Linked DNA regions of Mus musculus: regions 1 and 2 are each linked to region 3. A link is a contact called in public HiChIP or PLAC-seq and promoter capture Hi-C data. All regions are on one chromosome and are shown on one strand. Each heading gives the region's core, a stretch centred on a gene start, on an enhancer-like site or on the middle of the called end of the contact. The rest is flanking DNA. Distances are from core to core; before and after follow the strand shown.

The links. Promoter capture Hi-C pulls out the DNA fragments that hold promoters and counts their contacts. HiChIP or PLAC-seq counts read pairs in DNA pulled down with a chosen protein or histone mark.
Region 1: a promoter capture Hi-C map of liver shows a contact between it and region 3, with 2.7 times the contacts expected there. The contact joins the promoter of Elmo3 here to the promoter of Slc12a4 in region 3. A contact is called at or near these places in 2 of 39 promoter capture datasets (both in liver).
Region 2: a contact with region 3 is called in an H3K4me3 HiChIP or PLAC-seq map of embryonic stem cells, with 7 read pairs. The contact joins the promoter of Cdh1 here to the promoter of Slc12a4 in region 3. A contact is called at or near these places in 1 of 39 promoter capture datasets (embryonic stem cells), 1 of 484 Hi-C or Micro-C datasets (embryonic stem cells) and 1 of 115 datasets of contacts at active chromatin or transcription factors (embryonic stem cells).

What each region holds. Positions count from the first base shown.
Region 1 is chr8:105,304,209-105,306,908 of GRCm38.p6, forward strand. It overlaps Elmo3 (engulfment and cell motility 3), which reads left to right and starts at 1,393. Exons shown (of 20, transcript NM_172760.3): 1 at 1,393-1,621; 2 at 1,759-1,799; 3 at 1,907-1,979; 4 at 2,170-2,220; 5 at 2,388-2,557; 6 at 2,646-2,700. The coding sequence starts at 1,544. It overlaps E2f4 (E2F transcription factor 4), which reads left to right. Exons shown (of 10, transcript NM_148952.1): 8 at 1-24; 9 at 225-269; 10 at 365-1,162. The coding sequence ends at 480.
Region 2 is chr8:106,602,043-106,604,742 of GRCm38.p6, forward strand. It overlaps Cdh1 (cadherin 1), which reads left to right and starts at 1,308. Exons shown (of 16, transcript NM_009864.3): 1 at 1,308-1,500; 2 at 2,245-2,365. The coding sequence starts at 1,453.
Region 3 is chr8:105,964,838-105,967,652 of GRCm38.p6, forward strand. It overlaps Slc12a4 (solute carrier family 12, member 4), which reads right to left and starts at 1,278. Exons shown (of 24, transcript NM_009195.3): 1 at 1,088-1,278. The coding sequence starts at 1,202.

The DNA.
Region 1 (2,700 bases), core at 143-2,642, 660 kb before region 3:
CAGAAATCTTCGACCCCACGAGAGGTAGGCGGTGTTCCTCCTTTTGATTGGATGCAGGGCATAAGGAGCATAGTTTGAGTTCTGGGTTCCCTTCTAAGGGTATCTGCTGGGTATCCCAGAAAAAGGGTGAGGTTCCTAATGGGCCTGTGTGGGGGTCTCATTCCTGGGCTTTGGTGGGTGGAGGCGCAAGAGCCAGAATCTGAATGAATTGTGTTCATTCCCAGAGTGCATGAGCTCCGAGCTGCTGGAAGAACTGATGTCTTCAGAAGGTGGGTAGCCCAGGAAGATAAGGGTAGCTGTGAGCAAGGGGGTGGGTGACTGCTGGGGGTCTTGGCCTAAGACCTCAGCCTAATGCTTTCTGCAGTGTTTGCCCCCCTCCTCCGACTTTCTCCACCTCCCGGAGACCACGATTACATCTACAACCTGGACGAGAGTGAAGGTGTCTGTGATCTCTTTGATGTTCCTGTTCTCAAACTCTGACTGACAGGGACATGTCCTGTGCAGCTGCAACCCAGACTGTCTGGGCCTGGAGCCAACTAGGGACTGCCCCCCACCCCCACCCTAACCCCAAGAGCCCAACTCTTGGCTTACTCAGCCTTTTCTGGTCGCTCAGTTCGGGCTGTGCTCTCCTGTCTTGCACTGGCACTTGTGACTGTGCTAGCATAGCTGGGCAGAGAGCTTAGCCCTCTCTACATGGAGCCTTCCCCAGCCAGGCTCAGCTGCCCCTCAGTGGCACCTCTGCCTTGTTCCTACCAGTCACTATGAAGGAGGTTCAGAGAGAGGGTGGTGCTGGGTGGTTGCCTACCATCACCTTTCCTTTCCCACCTGCTCACCCTGCAGCCTCTGGACATCTCGGATGCTCCCTGAGAGTCCTGGGATCTCTGGGCAGTCATGGTGGAGGGGGTTAATAAGGAATTGCTGTGTCTAGCTAGGAGTCTGGGAGGGTTGGTACCTAAGAATGGCTCCAGCTCCTGCCCACCCACCCCCATCTCCCTTCACTTCCACTTATTCACTTACCCTCATTTAGAGCCATTGCAGAGATTTAGAAAGATTTACAGTAACGAATGAATTCCTATATAAAGATTATTTTTATACTTTTTTCAACAAAAGGAAATGTAATATTTGTACAGCATTCAAGTGAATAAAGACATGCCTAAGGCTATCTCTGATCTGGTTCTTTGGGGCCCCTACCTGGGACGCTGGATTGTTGCTGAGACTGGGTGGGTCACCTTACTGGAATGGGAGGTGTGGCTGCTGTGTAGGAAGCCTGCTGCCACAGCCTCTACCTGCTGCACCTTGGTGTGGGGCGGGGCCAGGCAGGCCTCTACGGGGCGGAGCAGGGCAGGGCAGGCGGGGTCTTACCCTCCTACCCCTGAGATTAACCCGGAACTAACAGGCTCCTTTGGGAAGGCCTCGGAGCCCGATCAGGAGTGGGAACCTGGGCTGTGAGTGCAGGCTACAAGTCCTAGACCCTAGACCGGGTGCACTCTCGGCGGGAGGTGGCACATTAGTGCCAAGTGCCAGCGGCCACCGCGGCTGGACTATGGCGCCCCCGCGGAATGTGGTGAAGATTGCTGTTCAGATGTCTGACGCCATCCCACAGCTTATCCAGCTAGACCAGGTCAATGGGACTGTCCAAACTCCGCCTCTCGCTTCTGGGTTGTTCCTTTTCCCTCTGGCCAGCCCAGCCCACCCCTCCCAGAAGTCCCTCACCCCAACTCTTTACCGTCGCAACTTGAGTGACAACTCCACTTACAGGCAAAGCCCCTGGCCACTGTACTGAAGGAGGTGTGTGACGCGTAAGTGCTGTGCCGCAAGCCTGGGCAAAGTGGGGGAGGGGCAGGTGGGAGAGGCGCTCCTGGACGTCCCTGGCAGCTTCCTGCCCGCCCCCCCCCCCCCAACACAGGTGGAGCCTGACTCATCCGGAGCACTATGCCCTGCAGTTTGCTGATGGGCACAGGAAATACATCACAGAGAATGTGAGCCCCCCTCCTAGCCCCACATTCCTCAGGATCCCTTTAACCCACCTGGTTTCGATTCCATGGTTTCATTCTCCCTGCTCTGAATGTGAGCTCTTGTACTGACAACCCCAACCCCACCAGTGGATGAGCCGGGTGACTATTTCACAGAGCCCTCCTTAACTGTGCTCCTTTCTGCTGTTCCCTCCAGAACCGCTTGGAGATCAAGAATGGAAGCATCCTGTGTCTCAGCACTGCCCCAGTAATGTTCCCTTCAGCCCTCTCCTCTCCCTTCCTCCCCCTCTGCAGCTGGTTCGGAGGCCCCAGCTCCTTAGTGCCCTACCTAGTGGGCACCCAGACCATCACAGCTCCAGTTGTAGGGGTAACATTCTCTAACCACATCCATCTTTCCTCTACTGCTCCTGGCAGGATCTGAAGGCCCAGCAGCTACTGGGTAGACTGCAGAATACAAGTCGTGAAGGGTGCTGTGAAGTCCTGAGAAACCTGGTCCTGCTGGCCTCAGACATGACCTTTGCCCAGGAGGTCATCAGTCGTGATGGGCTTCAGAAACTAAGCACCATCATTGAAAATGGGGATGAGTGAGCACAGGGCCCAGGTGGACTGGAGGACGTGGTAGGGCTTGGAAATCTTGCTCTGATCCTACTCATCCCCAGATGTTCTCTGTAGCCTAGGGGAGATGCTGGCCCTTGGTCTAAGGGCTTTCTTGGAGCTCATGGAACAC
Region 2 (2,700 bases), core at 58-2,557, 640 kb after region 3:
ATGGGAGAGGGCTGGAGAGATGGCTCAGCGGTTGAGAGCATTGACTGCCTTTCGAAAGGACCGGGTTCAAATCCCAGCACCCCCATGGCATTTCACAACTGGCTGTAATTCTAGTTCCAAGGGACCTGACATCCTCACACCAATACACATAAACAAAATAAATTATTAAAAAATAAAACCCAACAGAACAACTGATGAGGAGGGCTGGAGAGATGGCTCAGTGGTTGAGAGCACTGGCTGCTTCCAAAGGACCCAGGTTCAAATCCCAGCAACCACATGGTAGTTACAGCTGTCTGTAATTCCAGTTCCAGGAGATCTGATACCCTCACATAGACATACACGGAGGGAGAACAATGTAAGTAAAAGATTTAAAATAAAAAGCAACAACAACAAAACAAAACAAAACAAAAAACCTGATGGATGTGGGATGCATAGGATGCTGCTACTTGGGGGTCCCAAGGTCAAAGCCAGTCTGGGTTACCTAGTCCTGAGAACTGAAGTTAAGAGAACAGATTTTAGCCGGGCAGTAAGGTAGTGGGTACCTGTAGCTCCATCCCAGAAGTGAGAAGGCTGAGTTTGAACAATGATGAGTTTAAAGCCATGCTGGGCTACATAGCAAGGCTATGTCTCAAAAGGGAGCCGGTCAGGTGTTAGAAAATTAGATTAGCCTGGTCTGGTACCCCACTTGTGCAATCCCAGCATTCGGGAGACTGAAACAGGAGGATGGCTAAGACTAAGACAATTCCAGGCCCACCTGAGTTGGAAAACAAACAAACAAAAAAGCTACCAAACAAAATAAAACCGTCGGAGAAATAGCTCAGTCAGTAAAGGCCAATGGCGGCAATGCAATCCCAAGACCCTCTTGGTGGAAGAAGAGAATTGACTCTTGAAGGCTGTCGTCTTATCTCCACAATCGGTCTGTGGCACGTGCGTTTGCGAGCACAGGATCGCGCTCTCGCCCGCGCACGCACCCCTCCCCCCATGTTAAAATGTCATTTAAAATCCCTAAGCAAACAAACTCATCCAACCAAAGAAAATAAAAACATAAGAAACAAAACGGAAACCTAGATGATGAATAAAGTCCTTTGTAACTCCATGTCTCCGTGGGTCAGAGCACAGCTAGGCTAGGATTCGAACGACCGTGGAATAGGAAGCTGGGAAGTCTTCTAAGGCCGGCCCCATGCCACCAACTACAGACAGGGGTGGAGGAAGTTGAGGGCCCTGCAGTTCCTTGGCTGCCACCTGCAGGTGCGTCCCCAGCCAATCAGCGGCGCCGGGGGCGGTGCCTGCGGGCTCACCTGGCGGCCGCAGCCTCTGCGCTGCTCACTGGTGTGGGAGCCGCGGCGCACTACTGAGTTCCCAAGAACTTCTGCTAGACTCCTGCCCGGCCTAACCCGGCCCTGCCCGACCGCACCCGAGCTCAGTGTTTGCTCGGCGTCTGCCGGGTCCGCCATGGGAGCCCGGTGCCGCAGCTTTTCCGCGCTCCTGCTCCTGCTGCAGGTATGTGGAGGGTCCTGACTCGTGCCCCATGATCCGCTTCGCTGTGTTTTTCTGCCGGCTGTGGTCCCGCTTCCCTTCTTCCAAGAAAGTTGGGATCCGGAGGGCCAGATCGCCCTGGGCGCTGCGCGGTGCGGGGCTGAGTGCGGTGGAGTGGGAGGGAGGTCCAGGCGGGCGCGGAGTGGTCGCCTCTGGCGCAGGTTCCCAGGTGGGGGCGCGCCACGCTGCCGGCTCCCGGGTCCCCGGGTTGAGCAGGGTCCCTGTTTGAGACAGAGGAGGCGTGGAGCAGGATGGGGGCCTGCCTGTAGAAGGTGGGGTGCTGAAGTAGCGCGGACGATCCGAGATAAGGGAAGGGATTTTAGTATTATAAAAGCACCTGTCCTGTTAGGGAGGGACCGTAGATTGGGGTACCCGAGAGGAGTCTGCGGGTGTGCGTTGAGACCGTTCGCGGTCGAAGGAAAGTGGTGTCCGGAAGAGTCAAGGCGTCTCCAGTGAGATGCAAATGGAGCTAGGAGAGGAAGGTGGACTAGGTTGCCAGGTGGTGGCCCCAGATGTCCCCTCCCCCAAAGGCTTTTGGAGCTTGGCGGCTGGTTTCGGGATGAGCGGATAGCGTCCCTGTGTGCCCTGAGGGGGGTCCTCCCCACTAATCCCGGCGCCCGAGGCGAGGGAAGGGTTACCCTTGGTTTCGGTGTGGGCTGCTGGGAACCCCCTCAAGTCACCAGTTTGCTTACTTTACCTCCATCCCAGGTCTCCTCATGGCTTTGCCAGGAGCTGGAGCCTGAGTCCTGCAGTCCCGGCTTCAGTTCCGAGGTCTACACCTTCCCGGTGCCGGAGAGGCACCTGGAGAGAGGCCATGTCCTGGGCAGAGGTAAGGGAAACTGATGGTGTTACTCGGCCGAGTGGGGTCGGGTAGTGAAGGCGCCAAGAAATCGTGCTACCATGCTGGTAGGGTGGAATGGACAAAACTCTTCCTTGGAATTTACGGCAGATTTGGGAGTCTTATTTATCGATTGTGGTTGATCAAGGTAGATATGTCTGGCTCTGCTATTTATACGGGGCAGAAATGGGCCAAGGGTATTTAGAGGTCATCGGTATTCCTCCAACTGATTACTGGAGCCGGTCTATCATTTCAGACCGCCAAACCTGCTGGGTAGAGCCAGTTGGACTGTAGTTCCATTTAATGATGAGCAATTGGAGGCTCAT
Region 3 (2,815 bases), core at 28-2,527:
CGTTCACATGAAGCACAGACTACCCCTCAAGCATGTCACCATCACAGACCTATCAGATAGCCTCCGATACCATCACCAGACACAACACACATTTCCTACACCTTTCTATCACGGTCAGCCTCAGACATCACAGGCATTTGTTATCATAGCACCAGGCTCATCACTGGCAGCCTTCCTGGAAACAGTAGCCATAAGGACGTCCTGACCTGACCCTGTGATACTCAGCGACACACGTGCATTTACACATGCCTGGACAGCTATACAGACAGACACATATAACCAGGACCGTTCCCATTCCAAGTGTGAGGAGCCTCCGTGGGTGGAAGATGGAGAGATGGGGCACTGGAAGGGAGAAAGGGTTTACCTCTATAACCAGCCCTGATACCTAGGTTAAGGCACTACATTCTCATATCCGGGTTTGAATCCCACTGGAACAAGTTACATAACTCTTCCCCACCGCCCTTCACTCCTTCCTAAGTGCGAGTAACAGAACCTGTCCCATGGGGGAGGTTGGGAGGATTAAAGCGAGTTGCTTCATGTACAGTGCCTAGACAAGCCTGGCCCCGTGTGACTGCTCCCTAGGTGTCCATGATACGCACAGATCTACGTAGACCAAGGCCAACACAGGCTCTTCAGCGAGCACACCCTTTGCTCCTACCGGGCCAGTGTGCAAGGAGGCAGGGGTAGGGAAAGGACAAGAGAGGGGCGGTGAGTCATAGAGGAAGAGAGGGTGACACTCAAGAGGATGGGGGCGATTCACAGAAAGTGAGGAAGCTACAATCCAGGCTTCCATTGGACCCAGACCCGTGGCGCGTTCGGCGCCAGCCTAAGCAAGGCAGCCCGTTACCCGGCCTCCCAAGGCGGCCACGTCTGCAGCCCCCGCCCGCGGCCCTCGGGGGAGGAGCTGGGAGTGGGTGGAGGACGACCTAGCCCGGGAGTCCCGGACCAAAAAGACTCATCGGTCTGAGCGCGCAAGGAGCAAGAAAAGTGGAGTCCTGCATGGACGTCTGCGCGCGCGGTCCGAAGGCGCGAGTCCCGTGTAGATGCCCCCCGTCCCGGCCACAGCCCCCGCCGGGCGCACCCTCACCGTCCGAGTCTTCCCGCTCGGCGCGCTCGCCGTAGTCCACCCAACTGAGCCCCTCGAGGTTGTCATAGTCGCCGCGTCGCGGCCCGTCCACCGGCACCACGGTGAAGTGAGGCATCGCGCGCGCTTGGCCCGCGGTCCCGGCCTCCAGCCGGCAGTCCCCGCCGCCCCAGGCTGGCCCGCCCCGCCCGCTCGCATTCCACCCCGCTGCGCTCACTTCCTCCACCCGCCCCCCGGGCCGCCCCTCGGGGGCGGGGAGCAGGAGGGGCTCGGGTCGGCTCCTCCCCGAGGGGGGATGAGAGGACCCCGGGAACGAAGTACTCTAGCTGCTGGAGGGTAGGGTTCCTGTGTGTCTTTGGGTAAGGGGTTGCCCTCTCTGAGCCCCAAATGCGATACTTAATAAAGTGAGGGAAAGTATTTTAACTTTTAGGGGTATTATGATGGTGAGACGGGGCGCAGGGTGCACTGGCTCTGTTCCCTGAATCTAATTAGCTCTCAGTCACTTTTTGTTATTTAGCGGGAAAGCTAGCAGGACCTGGTCAATGTCACAGTGACCACCCCAAACCTCCTCAAGTCTTTCATCACCCTCACATACATACTCTTCCATAGCGGGAAAGCTAGCAGGACCTGGTCAATGTCACAGTGACCACCCCAAACCTCCTCAAGTCTTTCATCACCCTCACATACATACTCTTCCATTACCATCATTTCTCTCTAACGCTTCTCCAGGACTTTGGTAGCCTACGGTCTCTCCCTCAGTTCTGCTCGCTGCAGCCTCTCCCTTAGCAGGTGGTTGAAGATCGTATGCCCTTCCTAGAGGAGTCCGCTCCCTCCTCGCTAGAGGTTACACCGGCCCATCCCTCATCGACACTTTGGGATAGCCCAGTTATCTCATTTGAACTTGCTCCTTCATAACCTCACCTCCTGGAGGTTCCTGCACCCGAGTCCTTTCCTTTCTTGGTGCTAACTTCTTTCACACTCAGATAACTTACCTAGTCGCCTTGACTTGAGAATTTTTATCTTTCTGAGTTGTTCTTTTGGCCTCTTCCCCCACCCCACCCCGCTTCCTTCCTATCAGAAAGCTCCAGGGCTCATCTTTCTGCTCTATCTCCATTCTTTCTCCCTTTCTGGTGTAGCCTTTAGAATTTGGGCTGACTCTAGAATCCGCGCCCTCTGCTGCCACCCGCCAGCCCCAACTGCCTGGGTGGGCCGCTCGGCTAGGACCTCCCTGAAGCAGCTCAACAACTAACCCTTCCCAGTCAGCTCTTCCGGGCTGCAATCGGCCTCCCTCTCTTTCTGGCACCTTTAACTGCTTTCCAGCTGTGCGCGCGTGCTCTCGGCTCTGCATCTCCTATCCTGCACTCTCTGTATAGAAGGCTCACTGGTTACAAGCTTTTGTTGTTCTTGCCCCAGACCCAAGTTCAGTCCCCAGCACCCACATCAGGTAGCTTATGACTGCATATGTCTCTAGCTCCAGGGGATCTGATGCCCTCCAGCTCCCTCAGACTGTACCAGGGTTCACACACACACACACACACACACACACATTTAAATTTACCTTTAAAATTGAAAAATAAACTGAGCAAGAAGAAATATAATACAAGCTATGAGTAATAAATATTCCAAAAAAAGATACAAGGTATAACTAATAGCATTACCCCAGTCAGTCCAAAAATCAAAACCAAAGAAGCAAACAAACAAAAAAACAGGTGGGTGTCTACTGAGGAACAA